Linked DNA regions of Columba livia: region 2 is linked to region 1. A link is a contact called in public Hi-C data. All regions are on one chromosome and are shown on one strand. The core of a region is the stretch at or near the end of the contact, and the rest is flanking DNA. Distances in the headings are between cores, read along the strand shown. Region 1 holds the start of ZNF516 (zinc finger protein 516). Region 2 overlaps ZNF516 (zinc finger protein 516).

What was found. A called contact is a pair of places that touch in the nucleus more often than the background predicts.
Region 2: a Hi-C map of crop shows a contact between it and region 1, with 2.5 times the contacts expected there. The contact joins the enhancer-like site here to the promoter of ZNF516 in region 1. A contact is called at or near these places in 2 of 2 Hi-C or Micro-C datasets (crop and liver).

What each region holds. Positions count from the first base shown.
Region 1 is chr2:100,461,881-100,465,076 of bColLiv1.pat.W.v2, reverse strand. It overlaps ZNF516 (zinc finger protein 516), which reads right to left and starts at 1,250. Exons shown (of 6, transcript XM_065053009.1): 1 at 1,001-1,250.
Region 2 is chr2:100,529,485-100,532,729 of bColLiv1.pat.W.v2, reverse strand. All of the region lies in intron 2 of ZNF516 (zinc finger protein 516), which reads right to left. Among named protein-coding and RNA genes, the nearest start is that of ZNF516, 67 kb to the right of the region's middle. Within about 2 kb of position 1,404, at least 1 of the 3 cell types and tissues checked has an H3K27ac peak away from gene starts, as active enhancers do.

The DNA.
Region 1 (3,196 bases), core at 1-2,500:
TACTTTAAAGTGAGGCAATTTGTTCTTTGTTTCTTAATGGATTAATATCGCTGTTCACCCCCCCTCCCCGCCTCTGACGGACCGTACAAAGCCAAAAGGCTCCCAGAGCCCGCAAATCGACCCCCCCCACCCCGCCCGGCACCACCACTGCAGCAAAAGCAACCTCGTCCTCGCGAAACAGCGCAAAGTTACCATTTTAGAGCCGCTCCGATGACCGAGGGGATAGTCCCTATTCCCGGGGAGGGGGGGCGCGAAGTTTTTTTTTATTCCTCAGGGGCGCATCCCGAGGACCCCCGCCCCCCGGGCCAGTCCCCCGCTCCGCCACCCCTCACCTCCTCCGCTGCCGGCTGCAATGTTCGGGGAAGGGCGCGCCGAGCCACCCGCCGCCCTGAAGGTGAAACCATGCGCCGCATGCGAGCGGCCGCCAGCTGCACATGATCCGCCGAGCGGCTCCACTGGCGCGGGTGGGGGCGGCCCGCCGGCCCCCGCCGCGCCCCGCGCCCGCGCACCGCCCCCGCCCGCCGCGCCCGCCCCGCCGCCCGCCCCGCGTCCCCCCGCGCCCGCGATGGCCGGGCCGGTGCGGAGCCCGCAGGACCGTGACTATTGTCTCCGCGGAGCAAAGTTGGGGCGCGGGGTGCGGCCGCCCCGGGGTGGGGGTAGCCGGACCCCGCGTTGTGCGGACGCGGAGTCGCGCTCCGGTCCGCCGCCACCCCGGTTCCCACGTACCTCGGCTGCGAAAGGTGCGAGTTGGAGTTGCCCCAGATGCATTTCTATTAGAAACTTTTTTTCCCCCCCCCCCTTTTTTTTTTAGCGAATTCCACTGGTAAAATATTTATGGATCTATTGAAATGCGCAGAAACAACAACATTAAAGTCTTCAATCAAGATCAAAGAGGAATACTGTTCAACAGCCACGCTGGGGAAGTTGAAAGACCTCCGAACAAATCAATCTGCCATATGGCTTTAAAAAAAAAAAAAAAACAACAACAAAAAAGCACCACCTCTCCTGTGTCTGAAAAGTTCAAGTCGTGTTTTCCTGCGTGTTTTGCGAAGCTCGGTTTAATCACGCCAAATCTGTGTGCCATAGGCGAGGGGAGTATGTTTAGTCTATGGCTGGAAAGCCTAATTTAATCTGCTAAAGCTTGCTACTAGACATCAAGGGTGTGGAGGCTTTTTTTTTCCCTTTCTTTGTCTCCTAATGTGCGATGACGTAGAATCGGTGCGGAGGACTTTTGACGGAGGGTCGGTGTTATCTCGGCGCCCTGGGCTGGCAGAGCCTCCCCCCGCCCCGGGCACCCCGGCTCCGAGGCCCCTCTGGGGCTGCCCCCCGGTCCCGCCCCGGCGCACCGGCCCCGCTCCTGACTCCCTCCAGCCCCGTCTTGCACTTGGGACGCTCTGGCACCTCTGGCAAAGAGAAGAAAATAAAATTGGGCCGGGAGGGGGAGGTTTTAAATCCTGCCCTTTCCAGTGCTTATTACCAGAACCCTCGGAATAAAGGAAAGGGGCGGGGGGGGGTGGTCAGCGAGTGAGAGAGAAAGTTGGTAATGAAGGATACACGAATCATAAAATGTAAGCTATGTGTGATTAATGATCTGCACTAATTTGAATAGCAGGCGTGTTAAAGGTCATTGACAATTGTTGCTGCTTTCAGCATGAATGCCCGAGTGGGATGTATTTGGGACAATCAAATTTAATTCTAATTCACAGGAAAAAATATTATCGGACGTGCATAGCAGCTGGTCAAAATATAGCGAGGGCGCGCTTTAAAAAATGCGCCTCGCCTGCCCTTCAAAGGCAGCTTCATTACTTTAAGGTAGTGTTTTTAAATGTCTCAATAGTAAATAATGTATCTGGAATGTCTGGATTTTGTTCCTTATGCATCAGCATCTTTCCTGCACACTTTTTCAATCACAGGCCAAATTGCATTCTCGGTTACTCCAGACATGCAGTGTTTTGTGGGAATTCCGAGTTCACTGATTCCGGATTTACCTGCGAATGGACCAGAGTAGACGTCACATCCCTAAGCTTGAAGAATTCACCCCAGGCACAAGCCTATAACACAAGACTGTAGGTTTTCTAATCACAGTTTGTATAGCAGTTTAGCGTTTCTTTACACAAAGACTAAGAAATCCATTATAAATCAGCATTCCTGGGCAGTTTTAGTGCTACAGTATTAGGCTAATAATTTCCATATGGTGAAAATTGACAAGTCAGAGCAATGAAAGGTGCATGAGACTTCCCAACTCCTCTACATAAAAATGTGATTTTTACGACCTAGTCCTTTTCTCTCCTAGTCCATAGAGGTTCTCTTCCTCAGACAGTAAAAGGTGAGCACACTCCACACAGTGCTTGCTGTGTTACTTGACAGAGTAATGTTTAAAATGCTTGCTCTTTTCCATATTTGCTTCCGTAGGGCCCAGTCTTGTGCTCCTTGTTCCTATAAAAAAATAAGGTCCTGAGGCTATGGGGGTGACAGGACTGGAGAACCCATCTCAAGCGTAGTAAGAGAGGGGTATTCCACTTTAATGGAACAGCAATTAAAAATTCAGAAGATGTAGAGACTTTAAAAACAATCAAGCCGTATATTAATTTCATGGAAAGTCGCTAGCAGAGTTCCTCCGTCCATGTAATTTTAAACAGGAGATTTTCTCACATTTCTTCTGCTGATTCCAGCGCTTCTGGGTTTTAAAAGCAAAACTGGAACAGTATAAGAATTTATAGACTTAAAAGAGAGCAAAATGTATTTACATAACATTGTCAATGTAGAAATTTCAGGTGGAGAAGATATTCTTAATTTTCAAATTGTTAGTAACATACCATTACCATGGGAGATTAATCTGTTTGCAGACACTGTTTACCCATTTTATCTTTGCCAGAAATCTTCCAGGAGATGTCCTCCCATTTCAAATTCGCTAAATTACAGTATTTTGTATGAGAATGTCAGCGATATTAATGGCTCAATACATGTTTTGCTATTTATAGACTTGCATGTATAATAATTCTGGCTAATGAAATACTTGAAGCAGGAAAACATTTATTTACTTTTGCTATGGTCTAATAAATTATTTGTTCAGCATTTGGGACCAGGCTTTCTCAAGTTAAGGAAAATGGCATTTTGATGAAAATCTGTGCAATGACTTGTCTGCATAACTTAGCCTTAGGAATGATTGGTGGAAGTTTAGATAAGAAAAGGTTCC
Region 2 (3,245 bases), core at 155-2,654, 67 kb before region 1:
CTACCACGTCTCCTGATCATCAGTTTAAAGGGAAAACAGGGAAAGCTGTAAGCCTGGCAGCTCTTCCCTTTTCCCTTGCTGAACTCCAGCACCAATCACCAGCCTGGAAGATGGTTACAGGTATTGCCCCAGTCTTAACCTACATGTCTATCAAGCACTGCCAAGGCAGAGCCCTGACACCACACCACAGCCTCGGGATACATGGTTTGGAAGAACGCAGAAGCTCGGCCTTCTTAATTAGTTAATTCCCCAGAAGGAGTTCATTCCACGAACATCTGCGCTTCCAGAGAATGTTAAGTTTTGTTGGGAAAAGCAAGAATGGCAACAAATCCACAGTATCCACAGGACTGACGTTTTTTAAATAAAACTTGCAGGACACTTACAGTAAGGGCCTTTTTCTTTAAGCGACCTTGTCACAGCCCATCAGCTTAAGACCCCAGAGGAGGCGCACCACTCCTATCCACGGTTGCTAAAAAGCCACTCTTGATACATGCCACCTTCAGATTTGAAAAATCTGCAGGTTTATATTTTGCATGGAAAACTGATGAAGGACAGGCTATTGCAGGCGTATCTTAGAAGAAAATTTTAAAAATGAAAAGAAAAATGCTAGTATTGCGAGATCACTACAGAGGTTGGGTTCCAACTTCTTTCCATATTAAAAATATGATGATATTTTGGACCTGACAGGAAATAACCAAAATTGCTACAGTGCTGCTTCCCCTGTGAGCAAAACAAGTCAGGAGTCGAAATGTATGAGCCACTACCCCAAGTGCTCCAATGGTACTTTGAGGCACATCAGCCTGTGCTGAGCAGTGAAGCACCCCTGAAGGGCTGTAACTTTGGTTAGAACTTGTAATTCAGAAATCTCCCAGTGACCCCATTATCAGCGTAGCATGGAGAAAACAGAGCTGGTCTCAGTATGTGGAGGCAATGACTATTCAGGGAGCTCTAATCAGAAGGAATTCAACTGAACAAACAGCCGTGGCTCCCAGAGAAGGGCTGAGCACTTTTAAAAATTGAAAGTAGCTGACCGTATGCTTTAGAACAATAAGATAAAATTACTACACTAAACCCCTTTAATTAATGCATGCGACAGAAGCTGTGATTTTTAAACCCTAATCTCCCTGTCATTTCAGTTTTTAAGAAATAGTAAGAAGCACCCATCTGCTCAAGCTGCCACATGAGGCCCAAAGTTCTGTTCTCACACCAGTTTTGTGCCGGATGTCTCAATAAATTCACTGCTTATTTACATCAGCCAAAAGGGAGAAGAAAGCTGCTGATCTCCTAAGTTTGCCCCCCTGCAAAAATGGTCAAAATACGTTTTGCTGTTACACACACCAGTTTTCTCCCTAAAAGCAGGGGCTTGTTGTATCCTCCCCCCAGAAGAAAACCCACAGGTCATTTTGAAAACCATGACAGATGTTTAATTACAGAGGCACTAGAAGGCATTGTATTTTGAGAAGGTCAAACACAGAACAACTGTAGCTGACGACCAAATGGCTAAAGTGTCTGCTGTACCACTAACAAAGCAAAACCTCTGCTAATCCACATTTTGCTAATTCAAACACCTAATAATTCACATGCAAGCAAAATGCTGCTGGTAGCACAACATGTCTGAATAACCATTTAATAGCAGGAATCTGTGGTGCGATCTCATGTTACTAGGGGCGTATTACAAATACAGCACACAGCAGTCAGTGCTACGTTATGAAATATCAAACTAAACTCTTACTCTCCACAACTAAGAACAAAGCACCTTTTGTAATGCAGGTTTCCTCCCCCTCTGCACTTATTAATCCACAGAGTTCATTCATTTAAATGGGTCCTTTGGTCAGTGATGTAAATTAACAGGGATCTACAGTACATCTGTGGGCTGTGTGGCAGGAAGAGAATAGAGATGGCACTGCCTTCTCCGCTGGTATTTCCAGCAGTTTCTTACAAATTTCTCACCAGTTCCCTGGAATTCTTACACTAGGTTCCAATTCAAAAAATTTCTTTTACTCAGAAAGTGAGAAAATCCTGTTTTGACCTATTAGAAACAAACAAAAAAACACACAAAACAAACAAACAAAAACCAGCTGGACCTGTGACTAAAATTTCTTGGATGTGCTTCTGAGTGGAGCAGGACCTGCCCCTTCTTTGCTGAGTCAAATTCAGTAGTGATTAATCTCCATCCCTTACCCACCCTCACAGCTGAGAGTGAGGTGTACACGCTTTGCCGTGTTGTTAAATTGTGTACTAAGCACGCACTAAGACGAAACATTGTCCTAACAGATTTAAGCATGCCTCAAAGCACATCGTTCTGACAGCGCCTGGGTCTCCATCATCACTCTCATAACTATCAATGATTCTGGTTAATTTTACAATCACAAGAGGTACAAGCCTCCATCTGGTTAGTCTACATACTATTACAGAGTTGGAACCACACTGATCAACAAAATATGTCGGCCAGTAAGGCTCTGTTAAGGTGGACTGGTGAGTGGAGAACAGCTCTACTTTCAGCTACGCGAATGCAAGTGCAGGAGAACCAGGGCTCCCTGGGGGGCGGTGCCTGGAGCCCCAGGGCTGCCAGGGGAGGCACAGCAGCTGGATCAGGGTTCAGGTGTGCCGGCAGGACTGCTTGGGAACCCCACACGTTGGGCTCAGTCTCCTGAATGCTTGCAGCGCATATGGCAAAAGCCTGCCACAGCTCCCTCCCTAGAAGGGATCTGAAGAGATTTCCTGGTTTAATGCCTGTGACTGAAGCAACTTCGTGAGCACAGGTGGTGGGGGACCCAAATATTTTTGTTCCCTGCTTGCACAAACACCAAATATAACAGCACCCTCATCCGTAATGGAGTAGTGGCATAGCTATGACACTAGCCAACACCATGCCACCCCCTCATCAAGAAGCCCTGCCTCACAGCTCTGATGAGGAGAGCAGCCATGGTGTCCCTGCGAGGATCCTCATGCCAAGAGTCCCAAGGCTACATCCGTGACAGGAGCCAAAACCGGACACCCACAGGACTGTCATTATGGATACAGATAACCCACTGAGGCTGCTGTTTGTGTAGTTACAGCCAAAATCCTCTCCCTCTGCACAAGACCCCGGAGAAATACCCATTTGGCTGACATCATTGCATTTGCATTAAGGGTCCCTTCCACCAGACCCATACTGGTCAGGGAGCAGCATCGCTATAAAGCAGACAATGCCGCCAGCAGAGCCTGCAACGCAGAGTTCATGTAGGTCTCCTATGCAAGAGACG